Linked DNA regions of Danio rerio: region 2 is linked to region 1. Evidence: chromatin contacts called from public Micro-C data. All regions are on one chromosome and are shown on one strand. Each heading gives the region's core, a stretch centred on a gene start, on an enhancer-like site or on the middle of the called end of the contact. The rest is flanking DNA. Distances are from core to core; before and after follow the strand shown. Region 1 holds the start of adcy6a (adenylate cyclase 6a). Region 2 overlaps adcy6a (adenylate cyclase 6a).

Region 1 (2,925 bases), core at 90-2,589:
GTTGCATGATAAATAAAATTTAGTTTTAGTGGCAATACTACTTTTGAATAGATATCAATACAGGGAAAAGTTTATTAGCGAGCACCACCATGTTCTATGGTAAGTGAAAGAAGAAAAGGACAGAACTGAAACTTTCTGCAGATGAAAGTGAGGGTGGGATGGGTTTTAGTGAGCATGAGAATGATGCAGATTGGACATTTGATAAGAGCAGTGATGGAGTCAGTTCAGGTAAGCTCAGAGGCAGATAAGACAGGCGCAGTATAGTATATTATAATATATAAACATTGTTAGCTAGTAGCTCATTCTGATTCATCTGGATATACCAGACTTGTTATTTATTTGTTATAATATTTAATGGAGAAAATATGTATATTTACTGTATGTTGTATACATGATAATACAATATTATGTTTGTTTTCAATAATATTCAGCAAAAAAAGAATGGAATAAATGAAAGCTGTTGTGTTATCAGTTGTTGGAAAGCATGTATAAGGTGTTATTTATTAGTTTAGTGTTAAAGATTATAATACAGCAACAGCAATTAAATCATTTCAAACAACTAAATTATTAATTATAAATAAAGTTCTAAATTTGAAATGTCTACATTAGATCCACTGTTAGACGTTGTTGCCATATGGCAACATTTCATAAAGTTTGCAACACAAAGACATTTTTACAATATTTTTTACAGCACTTTTTACAGCCATTTTAAGAAAAGAAAAATTGTTACTTTTTTAGATCTATCATAATGCATGCAGTAGAGGATTAAACATTTAAGTTATCTGTTATTAAACATTTAAATTAACTCAATGAAGAGACCACATTTGGTCAACTGATTTAATTGAGTTGTCGATTTCCCATTACTCAAACGAACTGAGGGAATAACTTTTCTCATATCATTTGAGTAGTCTCAACTTAGGGTTTATAATATTTTTTCATGTGAGCTTCCATGTTATATAGCAATGTTAAAATTCAAAAGATGAATGGATGGATGGATGGATGGATGGATAGATAGATAGATAGATAGATAGATAGATAGATAGATAGATAGATAGATAGATAGATAGATAGATAGATAGATAGATAGATAGATAGATAGATAGATAGATAGATAGATAGATAGATAGATAGATAGATAGATAGATAGATAGATAGATATGTCATCTAATTGAGTGTATTAGAATTATTCTCCTCGTCCACCTTTGTGAGTCTTTCTCTCCACATGAGAGCAGAGGAGCACCAAGAGGAGGAGGAGGAGGAGGACAGGTGAAATCAGCTGGCTGTGCGGAGCTGCATGTTCGCAGGCCTTTAGGGGGAGTGTTGAGACGCGTGGAGACTGAGACTGGCACCGCGTCTGAGTGAAGGGGGAGAGGCTGGGAAACGACGGGAGCACAAGCAAGGCAGAGCTTCACTGTCTGTGGCCCTCTGTCCCCTCGTCCTCGATGCCTGCAAAAAACACATCGGCCGACCCATAACAAGGACACCGAGCGACCGAAGCACCGCGCGCTCTCTAACCACCGCCGCCGCCGCCGAAGCGCCCGAAACGCATAGATGTCCACGGTGAGTCAGAGCTTTTTTCTTGGGTGATCAGTCATGTTTTATGTACGCCCGCTTACTAATGGACAAACGTTATACAAGCGGCTTGCCTTTTACAAAGGACATTCAGAAGACTCGTGTGCGTGCTTGTGGACGGCTTCAACGCAGCGTTAGCCTTGAGTTTTGACATGGTGAAGAAAAAAATGCAACACCCCTTTCTCTCCATTCACACCAGCGATGTATATATACTCAAGATTGAACCTCTGCGTCTTGGCTGTTATGTTTCCCTAAAGGTCGAACGCTGCCCCAAAAATAATGTGAAATAACAAGCAAAACAACAGCCGGCGGTGTTAATAGATGTCATGCGCGAGTCCTTAAGGATGTCCATCTGATCGGATGTTTGCCTCTATAAAACAAGGCTATGGTGACTGGTGCGTTGGAATGTTTGCACAGTATGATCTCTATAGCATGTCCACCGCAGATATGGGCACGTTCACGGCCTGTGGCGCGCTATAATTCAGCTCTCCGGGTGAAGGACAGGACTGTATAGCCCACACTTGGCGGTCGGGTGTGACATGCTGTGTTGCACAAGTATCCGCACACTGTTACTGTAACAGCCTCGACACGGTCACTGCTGCGAATATGGTACACACACGCACACACACACTCGCAGTCAGTGTTATGTAACGAAACATCTCCAAACGGCCTATGGGAGAAATGCTGCATAGTTCTTCTAGCAAGATGAGCCATCGATGAAGCACTGAAATTATGCAGCATGCATATGTTATGGCGATGGAGAGCAGTCGGTGGTGTGTTTATGTGCGTCAATGCTTGTCTAGCGTAAATACGCGGATTATTATTTTTGTAGGATAAGGCAGCGTGATCTGATTGATGGAGCTTTTTTATTGTGAGAGGAAACCGGGGCTTAGATTAATAACGGTTGTGTTGTTGTGGATGATGCGACGTTGTGATCTCTGTATTTGCATTATGTAACATCAGCGCGCGGCTGTTGAAATGTCGTGCAAACGTCCCGGAGGAATACGGCACGATATAGCCTACGAGAGCCAGCGAGGAGAGGATGCACGGTGGTACAGATACAACCACAGTGTGTGTATTTGTGCAGTGCTTCTCTTAAGTGTGGCCTCTGCTAAAACAATGACTCGAGAGTAGGCTGTGTAGGCTATTGGGCTATGGAAGTTAAAAGGTTAGTTCACTTAAAAATGAAAATTATGTCTTTGTTTGCTATCCCTCATGTCGCTATACAAACCTCTTTTTATTCAGAATACAGTAGAAGTGTTTGTAAGAATGTCTGAAATATTTCTGCTGCTCCATTGAAAGTTTATTTACCACAAACTCTGACGGATCGAAATGTCTATCAAAATAAATCCA
Region 2 (2,728 bases), core at 126-2,625, 44 kb after region 1:
GTCTACAGAACAAACCATCATACAATAACTTGCCTTATTACCCTAACCTACCTAGTTAACCTAATTAACCAAGTTAAGCCTTTAAATGTCACTTTCAGCTGTATAGAAGTGTCTTGAAAAATATTGAGTCAAATATAATTTACTGTCATCATGGCAAAGATAAAATAAATCAGTTATTAGAAATGAGTTCTTAAAACATTTATGATTAGAAATGTGTTCAATAAATCTGCTCTCAGTTAAACAGAAATTAGGGAAAAATAAACAGGGAAATTAGGGAAAAATAATTCTGACTTCAACTGTATATATATATATATATATATATATATATATATATATATATATATATATATATATATATATATATATATATATATATATATATATATATATATATATATGCTTATATAGTAATATATATTACATTTAACTCTATAGCTTAAATTCTGCATATTTTATTTAAATTATACCGATAAAATTATCACATAAATATTACCACATACTGCGCCACTGCATCGCCCAAATATGTGTTTGAATGCAGTATCAGAGCTGGACAAATTTTTCTGAGAAAAATACAAAAAAATCAAGATCGGTGTATTACCAAAATAACCTTAGTTTAAAGGGCACTTATTTCATGTCTTTTTCAAGATTAAAAAAAAAAAAAACGCACTCCTACATCAGGTTGCAGTGACGCAATCCCTCAAATGAGAAGGATTTCAATCCTATTTTAATCCAAGAAAATGTACGAAAAGAATCTTCTTGTATTTACGTCACCACATTATGACAGTGAACGCACTATGCCTAGACACAGTTCTGTTCAAACAGCTTACAAAAGATGATTTTCTTCAAGGTGCTCTGTTTACAAATAAAAAATTGATCGATTGATTGATTGATGGAGTTAGTTAGTTAGTTAGTTAGTTAGTTAGTTAGTTAGTTAGTTAGTTAGTTAGTTAGTTAGTTAGTTGATTTCATTTATAATCTGACGTAAACTCTATGATGTCTGAAATTATCAACTGAGTCTGAAAACTCTTTGCTGTATAGCTCTTCAGTGCACTGCATGTTTTTGGTTAACATTAACTAATGGTTTTATTAAATGTTCTGTAAATGTGTTTTAAACCACAATGATCACAAAATATAGGTGAGCAGGATATAATATACATCCTGTTCACCTAGTCCTGCTCTGCTGCTAGTAGTGAGTGTGTGTTTTTGTGTTTAAGTTAGAACCAGAAAGGCCTGTTTCAGTTAGCTTGGTTAGCTAAAGGCTATTATACAGTCTGTTTGTATTGTGTTTATGTACTTGTTTAATATCAATTGTTTGCTGAGTGCTGGATTGATGTCTGTACTTTGTCAGTTATTTATGGATAATCTTGCTGAACGTTTGAATGATAAGAGACTAGTTGTGGTGGAGTCTCATCACTTAGTTCTGTGTGACTCAAAAAGATAAGATAAGCAAAAAAAAAAAAAAAAGAAAGAAAAAGAAATATGGGGAAAGCACCACAACTCTGTCCCAGAAAACATGACATTCAGAAATTAAACCTCCAGATGCTTCCAGATGAAGTCGTTGCCCGAAACAGGAAGTAGCTTGAGAAACTGTGTCCTATCAGTCATTGCCCTGAGAGGAAATGACTTTTATATGCAACTTTCCCATATTTCATTTTTTTTAAAGACTATTAAGTTTTTTTGAGAATGTTTTGATCTATACTGTTCACTGTTTTAGGGTTAGTGACATTTAGTGACATCAAAAGTTATTTAATCCTGTGGTTCAAAACTGGATTTTCAGCACAATTATAACGGACAGTCAGATGATTGTTCAGAAATTGTTTTGATGATAAAGAAACATTTATTTTGAGTCTTTTAATATTTTGATGGAAATCCATAATTGTGTTTCATGATACTTTGATGGATACAGCATTTATTTGAAACATGCTGTTGTGAAATGTAAAAATAAATATAAAAGTTTTTTATTTTTGATCAATTTAATGTAGGCGACACGGTGGCGCAGTAGGTAGTGCTGTCACCTCACAGCAAGAACGTCTCTGGTTTGAGCCTTGGCTGAGTCAGTTGCCGAACATGTGTGGAGTTTGCATATTCTCCCCGTGTTCGCGTGGGTTTCCTCCAGATGCTCCGGTTTCTCCCACAGTTCATAGACATGTGGTACAGGTGAATTGTGTGGGCTAAAATTTACTGTAGTGTATGAGTTTAAGTAAGTGTGTATTGATGTTTCCCAGAGATGGGTTGCAGCTGGAAGGTTTGGTAAGTTGGTGGTTCATTCTGCTGTGGCGACCCCGGATTAATAAAGGGAATAAGCCAAAATACTGTTTATTACTTAATTTAAACGTTAGGAAGTGTGTTGATTTATGGGTTAATGACAAGTTTATTTAATAAGGATATTTAAAAATCTAGTTTATTTAATATAAATACATGTCTATAATACATTTTATGCCATTTCATTCATTTGTTTATAAATATAATTTTCATTAATATATTCTTATCTGATATTTATACTATCTTCAATTAATCTGATATTTTTTAGTGTTCTTAATTCATGATTTATTTGGCAAAAAAAAGAGTATAATTTGATTTGTACAAGAAATTTAAAACTTGCATATTTTTAAGCCATTGTACCATATTTACAATAGGGTTGGATTAATAGACAATGCCATCGTCCATTACCAATGGCCGATAGACATACCGATGCCGAACCTGCATCGCAATCCTCTGCCCTGCCTCC

What was found. A called contact is a pair of places that touch in the nucleus more often than the background predicts.
Region 2: a Micro-C map of caudal fin shows a contact between it and region 1, with 2.4 times the contacts expected there. The contact joins the enhancer-like site here to the promoter of adcy6a in region 1. A contact is called at or near these places in 2 of 18 Hi-C or Micro-C datasets (caudal fin and an unstated tissue).

What each region holds. Positions count from the first base shown.
Region 1 is chr23:15,611,970-15,614,894 of GRCz12tu, reverse strand. adcy6a (adenylate cyclase 6a) reads left to right here and starts at 1,339. Exons shown (of 24, transcript XM_017353730.4): 1 at 1,339-1,560.
Region 2 is chr23:15,568,113-15,570,840 of GRCz12tu, reverse strand. The region is part of intron 3 of adcy6a (adenylate cyclase 6a); the gene reads left to right. Among named protein-coding and RNA genes, the nearest start is that of adcy6a, 44 kb to the left of the region's middle. Within about 2 kb of position 1,375, at least 9 of the 62 cell types and tissues checked have an H3K27ac peak or open chromatin away from gene starts, as enhancers often do. A contact at or near this core is called in caudal fin, where this site is marked.